2 separate regions of the Mus musculus genome follow, and region 1 is linked to region 2. The links are chromatin contacts, called in public HiChIP or PLAC-seq maps. All regions are on one chromosome and are shown on one strand. The core of a region is the stretch at or near the end of the contact, and the rest is flanking DNA. Distances in the headings are between cores, read along the strand shown. Region 1 holds the start of 5830416I19Rik (RIKEN cDNA 5830416I19 gene). Region 2 holds the start of 0610040J01Rik (RIKEN cDNA 0610040J01 gene).

Region 1 (2,839 bases), core at 269-2,768, 230 kb after region 2:
ATGCTGTCCAAGCACTTCAGACATACTAGGCCACCATTAAATACTTCTGTCAACCACATACATCGCTAACACACCAACTCCAGGAGGGAGGGGAAACCAGATCCCAGAGGAAGCACGTGCATTAGAGCCATCCTGCCAACATGGAAGGCCTGGCTTGTTTGAAAAGAGCAAAGGTATCTCTCTGAAGCCACTGAACTTTTAAAAACAGTCTGCATTATAGCAGCTTGCCCTTTATCCTAACAAATACACTAAGGACAGTTTAGACTCTCAGTGGTACCTATTCCCTTATTTGTCAAACACAACGGATATATTGTATCATTCTATTTGTTCCCGGGATAATAGGTCTCCAAAGACATCTCCAACCTGAACAGAGGGACAATGTTTCCCATTGTGTGGAGACAGAAGTGCCAGTGGCAGCCCACCTCTGCACCATGCAGCTGCTGGTGGGATGCTCTGGCCTCCAGGCCCCTTGGAGAATGAGTGCAAAGTGGTTGCCAACTTCCTCCATCACAAATACTCATGTGTCAGAGATTTTTAAATAAAAAATTCAAGAACAGATGGCAAAAGAAAGACTCGTTATATGTGTGCAATCTAGGCTTTGTCTCCTATGCATGTTGCAGTCTCTGTGTGTGTGTGTATGTGTTTGTGTGTGTGTGAAACCAACATTAATGTCATTTCTTGGGGGATAATAAGCTCATTCTGCTAGCCCCACTTATGGCTAATAACAATCAACAATTATTGATGCTTTCTTCGTTGCCACCTCCTCCTCATGAATCAGCACATGAATATTTATGTCCATGCTAATCAGCACAGAAGACTGCTGCAGACAGGCGTCAAATTACACTTCTGGGTTAGAGACAGCCTCCTCTTTTTGAGGCATTTTGATCAAGAAAAACTTGGTGGGGGGCTGATTTCTTGAATTTATTTATTATTTACTTACTTATTTTTGTTAGAATGAAGAGAGAAAGTGGCTGAAAGGCTTGGGTTGAAAGTATGAACGACCTGCATGTGTGAAGGCTCAGTTACTGGATGGTAGTTTTAAAAGGTTCTGTGTACCTTGAAGAAGTCAGGCCTTCTTTGGAAGCTGGACGTTGAGAGGGGATTGTGGGATTCCCCATCTGTCTCAGTTTGGTCTACACCGTTTTCCAGAGTGGTCTCTGCTATCCCAGCCCCCATGATGGTTTTCATATGCCACTCCCACATCCGAACACAAAACAAAGAAATGTAATAAAAAGAATAAATAAAATGTTATCTAAAGAGATCATGTCTTGGCACATGACACTTTTATCTGGGGCGGGGGAGGGTAGGCTGGGGAAGGTTGGGGAAGTGTGGGGGGGATGGATGGACAAGCACCTTGTTAGAGAAATAGTCTGAAGGCTGAGAGTCTCCTCCCGTGGCCCTGTACTCGCTGGCGGTAATCCTAAACTGTAAACGTCTATCTGTCTATCCGTTTTAAACCACAACACTTTGCGACTTCCTTGTTTCACCCGCTCTGCTTTGGTCTGAACAAGCACTCTCAGTGCCACCCATTATTCTGCCGGGAGGTATGTGTCAGAGCCGGTGTGCGCGCCAGCTTCGCCAGCTTCGTGTTGGATGAGCTCGCTGTTCGGGGAGGGAGGTGAGTGGGGGTGCAGGGTTATTTCTAGAATGGCAGAGGCAGTATAGGATAATGTAGGAACGCTTTCTATCCTCAGGGTTGAAAGAAGATGGAGAAATGGCGACTCCGTTTCCAGGTAACTGTATCTGCATCTCTCCTAAGAATCCTGCTAACTCACACTGGTGTAGAAGTTACCATGATTGGGTCCCGTGCTGATTTGTACCTGTGTTAAAGCACTGAATCCTTTGAAGTAGATGTAGTCGTTGGCTACAACAATATGTGTGGTGGTAGCTGTATGACTCAAACCTACCTAAAGTTCTTAGCCACTGTAAGAGACTATCGGAGGCTGACTGAGGTCAAAGAGCCACTTATGTTTTGTGCCCTGGCATATGACTTATCCAGAGGCTCTTTGCTTTATTGCCTCAAAATCCTTCTCCTGGCCAAGCCCTGTAATCTCAGAGCCACAGTCAGTTCAAAGAGAGGATGTAGGTCTTCTCCTATTGTCTGACCGGCACCACTTCTTCTTAACACGGGTCAGTGCTGAGAGTGGCTACTGGTGTGTGAGCTAATGTTCTCTCTCTCTCTCTCTCTCTCTCTCCCTCTCCCCCCCTCCTATGAATCATGGCGTTCATGTCCTTAAATCAGTCATCCCTTCACATGACCAGCCCGGCAGACAATACAGTGGGTATGAGTACGGAGCTGCAGGCTGGCCACCGGCCAAGGGCTCCGGGTGGGAAGAGCAGGATTGCTGCCTGGCTCTGAGCCATGTCACATGCAGCAGGGCTTGGGTGGCTCTCCAGGGGACTCTTTCAGGCATACGAAACAAAAAGCAAGGGCCACACTCAAAGTTAAAAAGCTCTGTCACTGTTGGGTTTTCCTGTGGTTATTTTCCAAGAAAAACAAACAAACGTTATGACTGCTCTACTTTTGAAAATAAGTAGCAAGAAATTTGAATGTTAATCCACTGGCAGTAAAAATGTACTCTGTGGTTCTATGTCATAAGCAGTCACAGACACAGAAGTCTAGACACAGTTCTGTCCTTTCCAACTACGTGATGTTGGTCAGTTCTGTGAATTCTCTGGGTTTCGTTGTGCCTTGGAACCAGATGGAATACATTTATCTCGTAAGGATGCTCTTATCCTTAGTTCCTAGCTGAACCTGTTATCACGAGAGAGGTAGTGAGGATACAGTGCGAGAAAAGATATTTCTAGAATGACAGACCCAGTGTTGGGTATATGAAGG
Region 2 (3,056 bases), core at 163-2,662:
TCAGCAGCAAAATAGGGAGAAAATAAGTTCCCTGTGTACCCGTGCAAGGGGTACCCTTGTGGCTGGAGCAGGAAATAGCCAAGGACTAGTGCCGCTCGGGAATTCCCAGGTGAGTGAACACGACCTTGGAGAACCTCTCCAGATACCTTCACACACACACATACACACACACACACACACACACACACACACACACACACACACACACACCGTTGATCTGAGAATTCCCATATATACCTCCCCCCACCCCAAAATATCTTTAAACATGGCAGGCAGCATTGGAAAGCTTTGGTGATATTGTAAACAACAATCAGATGCAATTGTGTATGTAGTTCTCAACAAAACAATTACTTTAAAAGAACTTTAAATACCCAAGAGTTAAAAGAAAACTAAAGGCATTATCAAGTTTCTTACCTTCCTCTCTTTACTACTACTGAGTTGAACCTCAAAGTTTCTCCCCACTGACTCTAAAAACCCAAAACAAATTCCAAAGTCTCTTTTTGATCCGAAAAACCTAATTCATATATAAATGGACCAGTATCCCATGGAATTTCTGACAAGGCTGGAAATTGAACCTGAGCATCATTTATTCTAACAAGAAATTTTTTTCTTCAAATCAATAAATGACATTCAACAACGTATGATTTCCCTCGTAAATCGACATTTGAAAGCACAAAGGTATTTTAGCACTAAAAAGGACAAAAAAACCACTGAGTGTTCTCCCATAGAGCGTGGCAAATGCCTGTGAAGACAGCGGGGATGTCCAACTCAAAACTCGCTGGAGAAAATTAGGTCTTTGGGAAGTTCTCTCAGTTGCTTCTCCCCGCATTGCCTTTTAATCCTCTCACTGCGAGCCTTGAGCATGGAGAGGAAAGAGAGGAAGCTAGATGGCGCAATTGCTCAACACATTTTCCTGGCTTCTGGAAATGCCAGCTCTCCACAGCTTCTGGGCCAGGTGGACCGAAGACCGAAATCTTAAACCGAATTTCAAGATTAAAGCACCGGTTCTCTACCCTTCGTAGGTAAAGTGTGTTGGGTGAAGTGTCCCATATCCTGACACTCCAAGGGAAGGGGTCTGAAACCGGGGTTCTTTCACGTGTCCCACTAATAGCCTTTGGGGCACAGGCAAGTTTGTAGCCCCTAGGAACGACCGTCACTGCAGCGTCTGAGCAGATTGTCTAGCCATCGGGCGGGCGACAAGCAATGTGCGCTCGATCTAGCAACTAATGCGGGCTGGCTCGCTGACCACTCACTCAAACATAGATCACCGGACGTCCCCTTGTCCCTGTCGCCTGCGCACGCGGGCCAAGGCGCAGGTAAAGGGTTACCCTTGCCTGGGAGGCTCGCCCGCTCCCCGTCCACGTGACGCGGCGGCCCAATGACCGCAGCCCGGGCTGAGGCTGCAGCGCGACAGGCTCCGGGCGTCGCTGACCCACTCGCGTGTCCCAGCGCGGACGCCCGAGGCCCACGAAGCCATGGGCGCCGCGACTCTGGAGCCGCCGCCCCGCCGCAGGTAAGTACGGTCCGGGACTGCGCCGGGCTCCTCCGGGAAGAGGGCTGGTCCTGGGCGGGAGTCCCGACTTTGCTTCTGGGCTCCCCTTCTCTCAAGGGGACGCGAGGAGGAACTATGAGGCAAGGCAATGGATGATTTGATGACTTCAGGAGAAGTCACGGAATTCAACCTAGGCATGCTAAGAGTGGCGACAAGAAACAGGTTTCCAAACTAAAGGCGCTGGTGCTGGTTGGGTAAAATGGTTTATTTTTAAACTCCCAATTCCTGAGCTCTCTGCTGTTCCTGGGAACTTAAACCTGGACAAATTGTAAGAGATCTTCCCATCTCCCTGTGTCCCGGGGTCACCATATTTACGCTTCTAGGGGGGTTTTATTGATTAAAACGGGAAAGGAATTTGATCGCCCCCGCCCTTCTTTGAAATGTCCTTGGGTTCTGGGGTTGGGTCTATGGCGATGGTGAGGGTGCATGAAGGGACAACGACGCTGTGGTGTTCCGCAAGAGCCTGGGACTAGGAAAGTGGGCGCCAAAGAGAGAGAGCTAAATGGTCGCAGGCTGTAAATATTTAATAGACAAATATCTACCAGGTCAATCGCCTGGGTCTTTGTAGCCTGGACAGCCCTGATGAGGTGAGATTATATATATATATATATATCACCAATGCAGAATTTTCCAGTAATACCAGGCAGATATCAGGGGGACTTTTACCCACTCCCAGAACCATAATTAACCTTAAATGCAAAACAAAATAATTCCATCTCCATCGACTCTGAATGTCTACTTTTCCATCCTGGTATAGACATTTGCGCGATGAATGTAGAGGAAGTGGGTGTTCCAGGAGTCACTTCTGTGCTGGTTTCTGCGAGAGTGTTTGTTGGTTGTGGCCTGTGGCTGATTGCCTTGGGTGGCTGTAACTCAGCTATGGTGAAGAATATCGCTGGAGAAAAGAAAGTCTTGGAACCGTGAATGGAAAAGAAGTGGGAGTAGTGGTTATTTTTTAAAGGCAGTTGGTTCTGTATTTGTTGAAGTTGTTTCCTCCCACATAATTTTCCAGTTAATACTATCTTAAGGAGGATACAATAGTATTTCCCTTATACTTGTCTAGTTGATACTATTTTTAGGAAGAAATAATAGTATCTCCCATATATGTTTCCAGTTACTACTGTAAAGAGGAGATGGTAGCTCTCCTCATCTAAGCACCAGTGCCTCTGAAACACCTTGCTAGCCTCTTTGGTAAAAATCCTTGTCCTAGGACAGGTCTCCACAACAACAATATGGAGCCTCGGTCCTTTAGGAGAGTTCTGGGTTGTTAGTGTTTCTGGGAAGTATGAAGAATCAGTAAACAGCCAGCTCCAAGGCTCAGTGGGAGATTCAGAGGTGACAGGCAGACACAGGAAGGTGATGTGTGGTTCATTTCTCCTGCTCACCAACTCTTGCCCATCTTTTGATCCTGCTCCTTCACTTCTTCTACAATCAATGTTTATTTCATGCCCCCTGGGGACTCATTACCCAGGAAGGTTTTGATACCTAGTAATTTCTAAAGATA

What was found. HiChIP or PLAC-seq counts read pairs in DNA pulled down with a chosen protein or histone mark.
Region 1: a contact with region 2 is called in an H3K4me3 HiChIP or PLAC-seq map of embryonic stem cells, with 3 times the contacts expected there. The contact joins the promoter of 5830416I19Rik here to the promoter of 0610040J01Rik in region 2. A contact is called at or near these places in 4 of 39 promoter capture datasets (the C10 cell line, embryonic stem cells, liver and 1 more), 3 of 484 Hi-C or Micro-C datasets (embryonic stem cells, reprogramming fibroblasts and uterus), 2 of 115 datasets of contacts at active chromatin or transcription factors (embryonic stem cells and stem cell-derived neural progenitor cells) and 1 of 9 other capture datasets (adipose tissue).

The regions. Positions count from the first base shown.
Region 1 is chr5:64,043,455-64,046,293 of GRCm38.p6, forward strand. 5830416I19Rik (RIKEN cDNA 5830416I19 gene) reads left to right here and starts at 1,519. Exons shown (of 3, transcript NR_045384.1): 1 at 1,519-1,544; 2 at 1,695-1,733.
Region 2 is chr5:63,811,083-63,814,138 of GRCm38.p6, forward strand. It overlaps 0610040J01Rik (RIKEN cDNA 0610040J01 gene), which reads left to right and starts at 1,413. Exons shown (of 4, transcript NM_029554.4): 1 at 1,413-1,513.